3 separate regions of the Zea mays genome follow, and all the other regions are linked to region 1. A link is a contact called in public Hi-C data. All regions are on one chromosome and are shown on one strand. Each heading gives the region's core, a stretch centred on a gene start, on an enhancer-like site or on the middle of the called end of the contact. The rest is flanking DNA. Distances are from core to core; before and after follow the strand shown.

Region 1 (3,982 bases), core at 982-3,481:
GCAACTCATGTCATGTGTGACTTCGTGTTGTGATCTACTATTTGCCTTCGGAGTGGTTTGAGTACATCCCGCCTTGGGTTTCAATGTATGTTGCTGACGTTTTGACCTTTGCTCAAATACCTGAGCCGCTGAGGGATTCGGACAAGCAGTAGGATTCTATACGAACTTCCAAAAATCCCTAGTGCAGCAACAATGTTTCCCTCATCCCCTATAAAACAGCATCTCGTACTCTGGCTACATGCGGACTAGAAGAGCTTGGCAAACCGATTTTGAAAAATGCATGATCGATTGGACAAGAATTACTTACTGTACTGATAAAGAGATCCGGGAGGAAATCCAGGGTGAATGGAAAATCAGTTGGGGATTTTTTTTGGGGGTGGGGAGGACAGAAGAATGTGGATCAAGTTGACTAGTTGAGGTTTAGGAACTTATGGTGCGTTTAGTTGCGGGACAGACGGTGACAGGCAGGATAGGGACGTTCCCCTGTTATCCTATTTCGTCCATCCAATTTTGAAGAATAACTAGGGACAACATTGGGATAATCCCGTCCCAACCTATAACTCTGAACTAAACAACTTTATTTAGGTGATCGTTCTATCAAATCTCGTTCCATCATTACAACCAAATGCACCCTTACATGTTTGTGAATTTTAAGAGGACTAGAATATGTTTAAGTCTGACTGTCATTTGAGGGAAAGGTGAAAAGGCTAGACATAATTGTGACGGTGATTATAAGAAAAAAAGAGATATGTAAGGTTGTCTTGGGTGGATGATGTAAAATATGAGAGGTGGAACTATATAGTACGAGATGTTGCAATAGAGTTGATGCTGGGTGCTGGCATCGGCACAAATAATACTGTGGAGTTTAATAGCTGCGCTCAGAGAACCAGCTGAACCGGCCCATCCGGGTGCAACGGCCCAAAATCTCCCTCACGGCTCACCACATCCACACACACACACGCTCCAGGACGATGTTTCCCGCACGACTGCACGAGTCGCGGTCGGTCGTTTTCTTCTCCCTCCCGAACGAGAGATTTGACATTATGAAACACGACAGATGCGGTTTTAACGAAATAGAGGCTCAGGCGAGAGTTTCTCCGTTATAGAAAAGCTAGACATAGCCAACACTCTAAAATGGACATACCAACTCCATTAACTGATTCAGAGCAGTATTAGTCTCGTTGAAACCGAGTTCCGTCCCCAGCGCCGTCGCCGTCAGTTCTCCTCCATCCCCGTCGCGTTCTCCATCTCCGTCGCGTTCTCCTTCGCGCGGCAGCCGAGCGCCGCTGCCTCCGACCAAGACTTCGCGCGGCAGCCATACCCGTCGCGTTCTCCACGACCTCGACCTCGTCCTCCTCGTCTTCCTCGCCGGCCTACTGCTCGGTCTCCGGCTGGTCGCCGCTCCTCCTGTACAGCTCGTCCAGGGCAGGGGCGACCGTGTCCGCGAACGACAGGAGCAGGCGGCCGTCGCGGCGCTGCGCTCGGAGCAGGGTGGACGACGCCACCGGGACGACCTTGATGAGCAGGCGCCCGTCCTGGCGCTCCTGCCTCATCTCCATGGTGGTGGGCTCCCGCCCGCGTCGCGCCAGCGACGGCAGCGGCGACGGGAACGCCCTGGGCGGGGCCGCGTGCAGGACCACCACCTCCTCCTCCTACCCGCGCTCGTCGTCGTCGCAGCCCGGGCACGAGCGGTCGGTGGCGGCCGAGCCGTCGGTATCGGAGAAGCCGTCCGAGCCTGTCTCCGAGTGGCGGCTTCTGCGCCTGAATCATGCTCCATATGTGGTCCCTGTCCGGCCGGTCGACGTCGCCGATGTGGCTCGTCTCCTTTGGCATGACAGTAGCCTTCTCGGCGCCAGCAGCGGCGGCCTTGCCGTTGCCGCCATCACCAGCGCCCTGCTTGACGGACTGCTGGCACGGGAGGAGCTGCTGCTCGGTGGTCTCCAACACTGTCAGTGCCATGTCCGTGGACGACAGCAAGAGCGAGCAGCAGGCCTCACGTACGTATATGGTAACGGAAATACGACGGCGTGAGTTTGAGATCGTCGTTACCTGTTAATGGAGTTGACATGTCCATTTTAGAGTGTTGGCTATGTCCAGCTTTTTCATAACGAAGAAACCCTAGCCTCTATTTCGTCGAAGCCGCGTGTTTCGTAATGTCAAATCTCTCCTCCCGAACGGCAACATTTCTTTTCTCCAAACCATATACCCTAGCCCGTGCACAGGTGGGCGCCCGCCGCCACCTGCGGCTCGGTGGACTCCGGCATCGACACCCCTGGCCCCCAGCGCCGCAGATCGCAAGCTCTCAGCAACGCGTGCTTGGTAGGAACCCGTGCCGACCGACTCTTCCTCTGCGGGACGGTCTCGAGTTTGGTCGGGAGATGGGTGACGGGAGCTGCTGCGTCTGCAAGGAGGCGCCGCCCAAGTACAAGTGCCCTTCTTGTCGCACGCCCTAGTGAGTCCAGCCACAAGCTTTATCTGCCGTTGTGCGTGGTTACATGTGCTCTCGCCAAGCGTATCGTTGAGGCGTGGTTTCTTTGTCAGTAGAGTAGCAGGGGTATCTCTGTTGAGTTATCTAGCGTTAGTTCAGACTGTATTTGCTCAATTTCTTCTTTGAGGAGCTGACGGGTTGGCTAGGGTTCATGGACCAAAGTGACTGGGCATGTTTGGACTATGGGCACCTGAAATTTGCATGTAGCCTCCGACTCCAGATTCGAGTTTACTGTTCATACTTACAATCAATTAAGAAAGTAAGACCGTATTAAACAGTTCACCTATATGGTCACACAAAAACACTGTTTTGCATGGTAGACTACATTGCAGAGTGGAGTTTGAATATGGGGATGGGCATTGGTAAGCTGCTGGAGATAGCCTAATATCACCACAATTCTAGCATTAAACATAGTGTTGTGTTTGATGCTCATCTTATCTTTAGCGGAAATTTAAAGTACATTAGTGGGACATATAACTATGAAATGCTGCATTAATCCAAAACCCAAATGTCAGCAACTTTTCCTAAATGAAAGTAGCGTGCACATAAGGAATAAGGTTGCTCTTACCTTGAGGAGATATAAAGTCGGGCCACTGAGTCCTTTTTTTAAGAATGCGGCTTCAACTGGTGATGCTACCATAGTATCATTATTTTGTAACTTGGGGTATCATTTATTAATTACAACATAACGGTATCACTAAACATGCCAGCCTTCAATGCCATTAGGCTTTCTTAACCTGTTCTACTTTATCATGTTTCTAAGTTCATCATCTGTTAATTAAATCAAGTCATACGATCCTTGCAATCACTTTGGGCTCATTCAAAATTATGCCTGGAAAATGTAAATTAGTGTTGATACTAAGTATTTTGTTACATATCATATATGCTACAGATTAACTAAAAACATTCTCTCATTTTTTTATTAGTTGAACCTAATTTACTGTCTCATTATTATTTGCAGTTGCTCTGTCACATGCTTTAAAAAGCACAAAGGTACTGTCCCAACCTTGCAGTTTGTCAACTTTAAATTTGTCAATGATTTAATGTATTCTGACAGGACTAAAGAATAGATTGGAATGCTTTTGTACTGTGATCTCCGACTTAGATTGTTTCTCTTGTCCTGGGAGCAGTGGCCACATGCTTACAAGCTGTATAACAATCAAGTATAGGAGTTCCAGCTGCCTTACATGAATGTGTTGTTATTTGGTGCTAAATATTGCTTTCTTTGCAGAGGAATCTTGTCAAAAGATATTGCATCAGGAAGAAATTAGCAAGTCAGCATTGCAGGAGGAAGTTAGTGAGTCCTCTAGCTTTTGGGAATAAAATTATTAAAATGTAACTGCTTTATTAACATAGTTGGCAATAGGGACTTACTCCAGTTAGAACAGGGTATGAGGCGTAAATTGCGACTGTTGTTTGCATATGTTTGTCCCTAATCGTTACATACTTTGGTAGTTTCCTTGGGTGAAGATATCAACTTTGTTAGTTCCTAAA
Region 2 (3,982 bases), core at 783-3,282, 430 kb before region 1:
CGCAAGGTGCGGACATTAGGGCGTGGTGGCCCAACGCAGAGGAGCACATTTGGACCTACTTCGCTAGGTCTTCCAAATCTTGGATGATAACAAGTTTTACGTCAAACTGTCCAAGTGTTCACTTAGGCAGAGTTCAGCGGAATACTTTATACTTGGGTCATGTCGTTTCAGCTTAGGGTGTGGCAACTGAACCTAGTAAGATCAATGTGGTGAAAAACTGGACAACACCACAACCTGTGAAACAGCTTCGTGGACAGTGGTGGCCTAAGGGCTAGTTTCGAAACTTTATTTTTCCATAGAATTTCTATTTTCCAAATTAAAACGAACTAATCTTCCTTAGAAAAACGAAAATTTCTTGAAAAATTGTGGTTCCTAAACTGGTCCTAAAGGTGGGATACAGGGGCGGCCACTCTCCGACCCCCAAATTCATAGGACCTAATTCTAGATATATCGTTCGATAGTTCAGCAATAAAGTATTGAAGTCCTAAATATGTTAGAAGAAAATTTTAAAGTAATACTATATATAAATCTTTTGGTTTACTTATTATTTGATATCTTATTGTTTGATATAAATATTAACATTTATATATATATATAAAATAATTAGAAAGGTCTCTATTTTAAACCTTGTTCTTGGCCCCTAAAATGTTAGGACTGTCATTGTGCGCACTACACCAAAATCATACACTTCCTACGATTTTCTAACTTCCTACAACTTTTATAACAAACCGTAGGAAATAAATAACTTCCGAGAGGCAACTGGTAGCTCTAGGAAATAAACATAACTTCCTACGACATTTTATAAAAGCTGTAGGAAGTTAGCTTTTACATGCTGACTCGTATGTGCGGTCAAACGAGCCGCTAACTTCCTAGAGGCGGCCGTAGGAAGTTAGCATGCACAGCTAACTTCCTACGGCCTCCTCTAGGAAGTTAGCTTTCAGTTGCTCATCCGCGGGTGCGGTCAAACGAGCCGCTAACTTCCTACGGCCGCCTCTAGGAAGTTAGCTGCACATGCTAACTTCCTACAGTCTCCTCTAGGAAGTTAGCTTTCAGCTTTTGACCAGTCAAACGAAAAGCTAACTTTCTACGGCCTGCTCTAGGAAGTAATATTCTCCTACTAACTTCCTACGACCTGCTCTAGGAAGTTAGCTTTCAGTTGCTGATCCGCGGGTGCGGTCAAACGAGCCGCTCTAGCTTTCTACGGCTTTACTCTTGTAAGTTATATTTTTTATCTTAACCCGTGAATCTACCTAATTTAACACCCTAGTTGTTTATCTCTCGTTCAACAACTATGGATTGAAGCGCGGGATATCAGTAAATAAAATGGACACTAAATTCTAATCATATTTGTTTATCCTGATTTTGATATCGTATCTGTCTCTGTCTATCTAAGTCGTCCAAAAATTATAGAGAAGTTTGGATTTTAGAAATCTTTCAAGATGTTGAACCTATGCTATTTGGATCGATCTAGTACGCGAATATGAGAATTCGATTTTATAAATTCGACCACAATCCGTATCAAGAAAACCAGGCGTAGAGTTATAAATTGAGTTGTTTTCTAGTCGAATATTCAGGTAGCGGCGAAATTCGTTTAAGTTCAACTAAATCGAATGTCTATTAAAACATCGAATCCGATATCGTTTAGTTTGATCCGTCAACGTCAGGCTCAAACCTTAACCTGATAATCAAATCTATTCCTTACCAGATAAATTTTTGTCTGATTTCTAAGCAAAGCAAAACCTGTCTAAAATATTCTTGTCCATATTAATTTGGTTTGACATGTTTACACTTCTTAAAAACCCAAATCTCATAATCGGGATTTATACATTTGATCTTGTTAAATGCAAAACCTGAAGAGGAAAAAACCATTTTTTTTCTTTTTCTCCGTGGCCCTTTTCTCCTTGTCTCATGCCGACCAGGCTTTCAGCCAACAGCCCTCTGGAATTTCTTGCCAACAGCCCTCTGCGGGCTGCGGCTCTGCCCTTCTTCCTGCAGTAGAGAGCCGCCGCCCCTCCCAAATCCCCTTCTCCCTCACGTCTCTCTCTCCCCAAGCCGCTCCTCACCAAGCCCATCTCAGCCGCTCCCTCCAGCCCTCACCTCGCCGGCCCTAGCTGCTGGTCGCCGTCGACCGCGAGCTCTCCAACGCAGGCGGCTCGCTGCGCCTTCCCCTCGCCGGTCATCCCTGCTCCCTCGGCTTCCAAACCATGGCCGCCTCTCCTCCATCTCCTCCCTCCCCAGCGCCTCCCTCTCTGCTCCTGCACTCGGAGCCCAGTACTCCAGCTCGCCAACGCTCCCTCCCTGCTCACCGGCCACCAGGAAGGTCCGAGCTCGCCCATCCTCTGCTCGGTTTCAACTTCGGTCGTGCCTGCAGACCGCTCCCTTGCTCCTGCAGCTCGCCCCATCCCCTGACTTGTCGTGTCTTGGGCCGTCACGGCACTCTCATCTTGCGTCGTCGCCTTATTGCTGTTCTGGTGAGGCCATGTCGTTCTTGTCCTACTCATTTCCCTACCGGCATCAAATCCTTACTGTTGTTTATACGTATGTTTTTGTGTGAGTTGGGAGGTGGAGAAGAAAGGAACTCTAGTGCATCACACACCTTGTGCTTGACGAAATGTTTGAATCAGAATTTATCATCGCATCCGCAATTTGGTTTAATCATGGTGAGACTCGTTGTTCCTTCTCCATTCATTCCCCACTCGGTACCTATAGCTTGAAGTTGTTATTGTGTGTCTGGGTGTAGATCAGAGATTCATAGAAAAAAAGATTAAATTAAGTGGTATGTCGTTTATGTTTCGGAGTGTTGTTAGGATTAGCTTCGATATAAATTTTTGATGAAATGACTCCTTATATGTCGTAATATGGTTATATGCATGTTTGATAGGTAGATGCATGATTTGATATAATATTAGATGGGTTATTACATGATTATGGGATGAATACTCTTGATAGGCATATAGTGTAGTGTTGTGCTGAGGAATGCACAAGGGTTTCGTACTCAATTTTTTCAAGTCGGACGACTTGCTGGTCGTTCTGGCTGACCGACTTGACCAAGTAGTCAGACGACTTAGCGATTAATCGCTATTTTTCCGAACCGATTTGGACGATTAATTACGACTAATCACGATTAATCGGACGACTTGTAAACATTGCTCGTACTTACGACCTTACGTGGTATTATTGCAAATTCATTCAGCACTACGGCATGATTAATGGAGTTACTGAAGAAGGGCACCCAATTCAATTGCCCCCGGTTGCTGATCGGACATTTCATTTGCTCAAACAGAAGTTGGTCCAAGCTCCTGTTCTAGGTCTTCCTAACGACTTCAGCAAGGGTTTCGTGCTAGAAACAGCTGTCTTCATGCAATCGAAGAATCTCGTGGCTTATTTGAATAAGCACCTTTGTCCAAGAAACCAAGCTTCATCGAGGAGTGTTTGGCAATCTTTATGGCAATTATTGACGAATGGCGGCCATACTTGCAGCACCGTCAAATCGTGATTGTACTCCATCTTACTGAGCAGAGGGTGACCTTACGTTTGTAGCATAAAGTCCTGCTCAAGCTCATTGACTTGCATTATCAAATTCGCACAAACAGGCAACGGCTGTACCGAGCGACTGATTTGGCACATATATATATAAGCCGAGACAGTGGGAGAGGAGAGCTGGACAACAGGCAACGAATTGTAATTGAATCTTCTGAATACTAAAGGAAAGCGGTCACATCCCATTAATTTGCACGGTCTCTGTGGGCTGATTCCCCACCCTTACTCATCCTTATCTCTCATTTCAAACTTGTAAACAGTACAGTCTCCCATTTATATGAATCTATCATTATGTATACGACGATATATATAATAATATAGACTATTGCTTAAATTTAAATATGATTGGTCGTACGTGCACAACTCTGAGCGGCAGTTGACTGCCGAGCAACTGCATGCACCACGCGCATATATGCATGCGATCATTATATATGTACTAAGT
Region 3 (3,982 bases), core at 783-3,282, 330 kb before region 1:
CTAACTACTTTTTGAGCAGGCATCAAGGACTCATTGTATGACTACAAGAAAAGGTACTGCTGAAATTTCTACTTCAGCCAAAAATGTAAGATCATGTCATGCCATATCTCCAACATCAATATAATTTATCCTGATGCATTACATCATAAACATTTCAGTCGCTGTAATGCATTCTCATTGAAGATGTAGCACGTTTGAAAATATCAGCAGCGATTGTTTAGTTGTGTACCTCAGCCTTCCTCTGTGCCCTTGCTTCTCCTTCAGCTTCAATGCCATCGAGTTTCAGCAGCTGCATCATAAGCAGCTCCGTCAAGACAACAAATTCTTTATCCTCAACCTTTCTCCCTCCTAGTACATTCTTCTCCAAGTCACACACCTACAAAGGAACAGCATGAGTACCAGAAATGCTTTGGCACATGAATGCTTAAACAACTAAGGAAGGCAGATGGAATGTCCCTTCACCTTAGCAGACAGCTTATCAACTTCAACTCTAACACGAGCAACAGCCGCACATGCCTTCATCATGCTTTCATCCATAATCACAGGCTCAACCTTCTGCTCTATGTTGGCAGGGGCAGGCTTCTCGAGCAGAAGCAGCTTTGCTCCATCCTTAACACCTGCCGTGTGCAGGAACTCTCTGTCACTCTTCTCCTTCCCACGGAAGAAGAGCCTCTGCCTCTCAGGCTCCAAGCCAGTAGTCTGAACAAGGATCCTCTTCAACTCACCTTCATATACAAAATTACAAAGTGCCTATTAGAATATTGTAAACCAGCACCTTCAAGCAATCAATGCAGAAGCAAGAATCATTTATGCAGGTTTATTGATTATTTGGGGGTAAAGGTAATCGTATCTGCTTCTTTCCAATGATAAACTGTATACAGATTGACTGACAAAATGCTCCCCGCGCATGTAAAGACCTACTAGGTGATGTAATGGTTTGTCCCATTGCACGTGAGGCTATAAGCCAATGAGGTTCCAATTGATGTTTGATCATCACAACTGGCCAGGTGTTATTAATGTACTACATCCGTTCTCGAATATTTGTCGCCGGCTTGTTCATTTTTAAACGCTAGTGTTATCAATAAGAAGAATAACTAGTACTACTTATGGATCAATGGATGGTATAAGTACTACTACTTCTATAACATTGAAACAGATGGTCAAGGATTAGTACGAAAAGCTAACCGATAACAGTTAGTAGGTATCTTGTCGCCGTTCAGCACGGTAAAGTTGCCGGAGCAGGGTCATGATCGATTCATCAAGTACGTAAGCACTTTTCATCCTGACATGAAAACATTCGAGAACCATCTGTTGTTCGTCTAGACTCGTCTGGAATCTAAAATCAATAGCTGGGACTGGGAGAAAGAACTGAAAAATCGTGTTGACTTAAACTAAAATCCACTAGATTGTCAGTTGACATGTCAAGATCCAAAACCCAATTCCTCCTATACATCTTCGCCAAAGCGAATATGCGACATAAGGGAGTAGGGATCAGTAACGACTAACGAACAGGGTTGGCTAGCGTACCGAAGGTAGCCTGCGCCGGCACGACGACCTCGCGGAAGTTGGCGCCGTGGGAGACCCTGATCCTGATGACGGGGCCGGCCGCCTCACCGTCCCTGCGCTGCACCAGCATCCCGCCGGGCCGAACCTCCCACTCGCCCTCGGCGTCCCTCCCGCCCGATCTGCCGCTCATCATGCTGCCGTCGCTGACGCCTTTATGGCTCCGCCTCCAGCGACCGACCCACTGGCTGGCTCAGCTCGCGCTGAACGCGAAAGCGACTGGGTGAGGGAAAAAAGAGTTTGGTGGCGCGTGGCTTTTGCGATGGGTGGCGGGGCGACCTCCCGTGTGCCTTCCCTCCCGGAGAAGCAAGCGTGGAAGGGTTGGGGAGGAGGGGAGCGGAGGTACGAGTCGGCGGTGGGAGTAGGATTTTGCGAGAACTTGCCGCAAGTACAGCTTTGGATGCTCGCGAGGTGCAGGCGGGGACGATGGATGGGTGGACGGAAGGACTGGACTGGCTTGGGGAGTTGGCTCCGGCCCGGGACGGATACCGTGTGCTGCTGTGCGCTGTTGCTGTGCTGACTCGCCGTGTCCGCCGTGGATAGGACGGTCCCCACGAGAGAGCTTATGGGGTCGGCGAGGACCGGGCCTCATTAGGGCCGGCCTCGTGGCATGGTCGAGAACTCGGTGGAGACTCGAGAGGTTGTGCGGCGCTCGGTTGGCCCCGTCCCCCACGTGAAATTTTGGTTTGGATGAATCATCCGCTTCGTGGTGTGGCTTTCGTGTTTTTTTTTTGCACTTCGCAACGGGCAATATCATGAGCAGCTATCCCAGGCTCCCAGCCCGGTACAAAGGACTCGTCAATTCTAGTGTAGGACCCTTTGCTTGTTCAATCTCGGCTGCGCCTGCGTCTAAAAAAAAGTGAATGTGGATTTGAGATTTACTGCGTAACAGCTTTATGGTAAATCTAATATTCACAAATTGTTAATTTAAGGTACACGACAGTTCCAGATCTAAAGATTTTGGTTGGGATGACCTCTTTAATTTGCCCTTGAGATCGTTTGAAAATATCTACTTTATATGCTATACGTGTTCTATTGATATTTATTCACAAAAATGTTTTTAAGCAAATGCAATATTTTCACATAAATACTCATGAGATCAAATGAAGACTAATTTCCATTGCATGCTAGTCCTAAGCAAGAGCAAGTACTATGGTCATTTCATCGTGAAATACATCCATAATAGCGACATTAGCTTCTATACTAATACCATTTAATATGACTGCATATCGGTTATATCTTTCGGGTATTATTAGTACAAAATTAGGATCATGATCGAAACAAGCGAAGTGCAAATCTGGCACACAGCTTTAAGGATAAAACCGAATACCCACAATACATGTAATCGGATCAAGAATCACATGTATAGCGATGTCATATAATAGACTATATCAAAACACAATGCTTTATTATATCAAAATAGAGTATTTATTACATAATCGCGATACTGTTTTAAATCCACCAGTAGACCTTCCAATCTCAAGCCTAGAACTCGTCGTAGTCCTAAAATTTCTAAGTTCAGGACACATGTTCTCCATATAGATATAAAAAGTACATAGGACAGGGGTGGAAAAGGCTAGAGTGAGTACTTTCGCACTCAACAAGTACCTCACTTTGGTAAAAGTGGGTTGGCTATATAGTGGGCTAGCTTGAGCGGTTGCTTTTAGTTGATCAAGTTTTATTTGTGCTTGAAAAGCATTCTAACCCTCTTTTTATAAAACATTATGTTTAGTAAAATCCCTTACAAACCAATAACTTCAACGTTCATTATATCCACAATGAAACGTTCATCAAGTCCCATGGTGAATCGTTACATTATAGTAACCTTTTGAAAATTCGTTCATTGCATCCCACAATGAACCATTCATCAAGTTTCATGGTAAAAATTTTGAAAACATGTTCATTGCATCTCACAATAAACCATTCGCCAAGTCTCATGGCGAGAGTTTTGAAAACACGTTTGCTGCATCTCAGAGAGGGCCATTCACTGCATCTCATAGAGGACCATCTACAACAACTCAAAGCGGACACATCACCAAGTCTCATGGTGAATTTTTGAGGTTTTTAAAAAACAAAACTTCTAATATGTGAGAACACCAATGCCGCTCTTAACAATGAGCACGACCGATTGATCAGTTTTATGACACTTTGCAAAGGTTGTACAACTTTACTCACAAGTTGCGGTACCCACTTTATCGGGTTTGCAAAATCCTTCACCTTTTCCGAGGAGGTGTGGAAGGGTTCACTAGAGACCTTTACAAAGGATCTCTCGTGTGTATTACACTATAACATAATATCTACAGTCGATCTCATGTTATATCTTTCCATCACAAACATCACATGTAAGCCCTCCAGGGCATCCAATCCAAGGCCTAGTCAAGCATAACTAGGGCCAAAGTGCCTTCCTCTGTCCCCATCT

What was found. A called contact is a pair of places that touch in the nucleus more often than the background predicts.
Region 2: a contact with region 1 is called in a Hi-C map of tassel, with 3 times the contacts expected there. The contact joins the promoter of LOC100193977 here to the promoter of LOC100500952 in region 1. A contact is called at or near these places in 3 of 25 Hi-C or Micro-C datasets (bundle sheath, ear and tassel).
Region 3: a contact with region 1 is called in a Hi-C map of tassel, with 6 times the contacts expected there. The contact joins the promoter of LOC100273657 here to the promoter of LOC100500952 in region 1. A contact is called at or near these places in 8 of 25 Hi-C or Micro-C datasets (bundle sheath, ear, endosperm and 3 more).

What each region holds. Positions count from the first base shown.
Region 1 is chr3:188,368,232-188,372,213 of Zm-B73-REFERENCE-NAM-5.0, forward strand. It overlaps LOC100500952 (HIT-type Zinc finger family protein), which reads left to right and starts at 2,232. Exons shown (of 7, transcript NM_001195852.1): 1 at 2,232-2,452; 2 at 3,450-3,481; 3 at 3,720-3,785. The coding sequence starts at 2,379. It overlaps LOC100191202 (2-oxoglutarate (2OG) and Fe(II)-dependent oxygenase superfamily protein), which reads left to right. Exons shown (of 2, transcript NM_001136637.1): 2 at 1-63.
Region 2 is chr3:187,942,916-187,946,897 of Zm-B73-REFERENCE-NAM-5.0, forward strand. It overlaps LOC100193977, which reads left to right and starts at 2,033. Exons shown (of 2, transcript NM_001139045.1): 1 at 2,033-2,660; 2 at 3,194-3,727. The coding sequence starts at 2,205. The coding sequence ends at 3,496.
Region 3 is chr3:188,038,392-188,042,373 of Zm-B73-REFERENCE-NAM-5.0, forward strand. It overlaps LOC100273657 (BCL-2 binding anthanogene-1), which reads right to left and starts at 2,033. Exons shown (of 4, transcript NM_001148071.1): 1 at 1,528-2,033; 2 at 463-725; 3 at 230-376. The coding sequence starts at 1,699.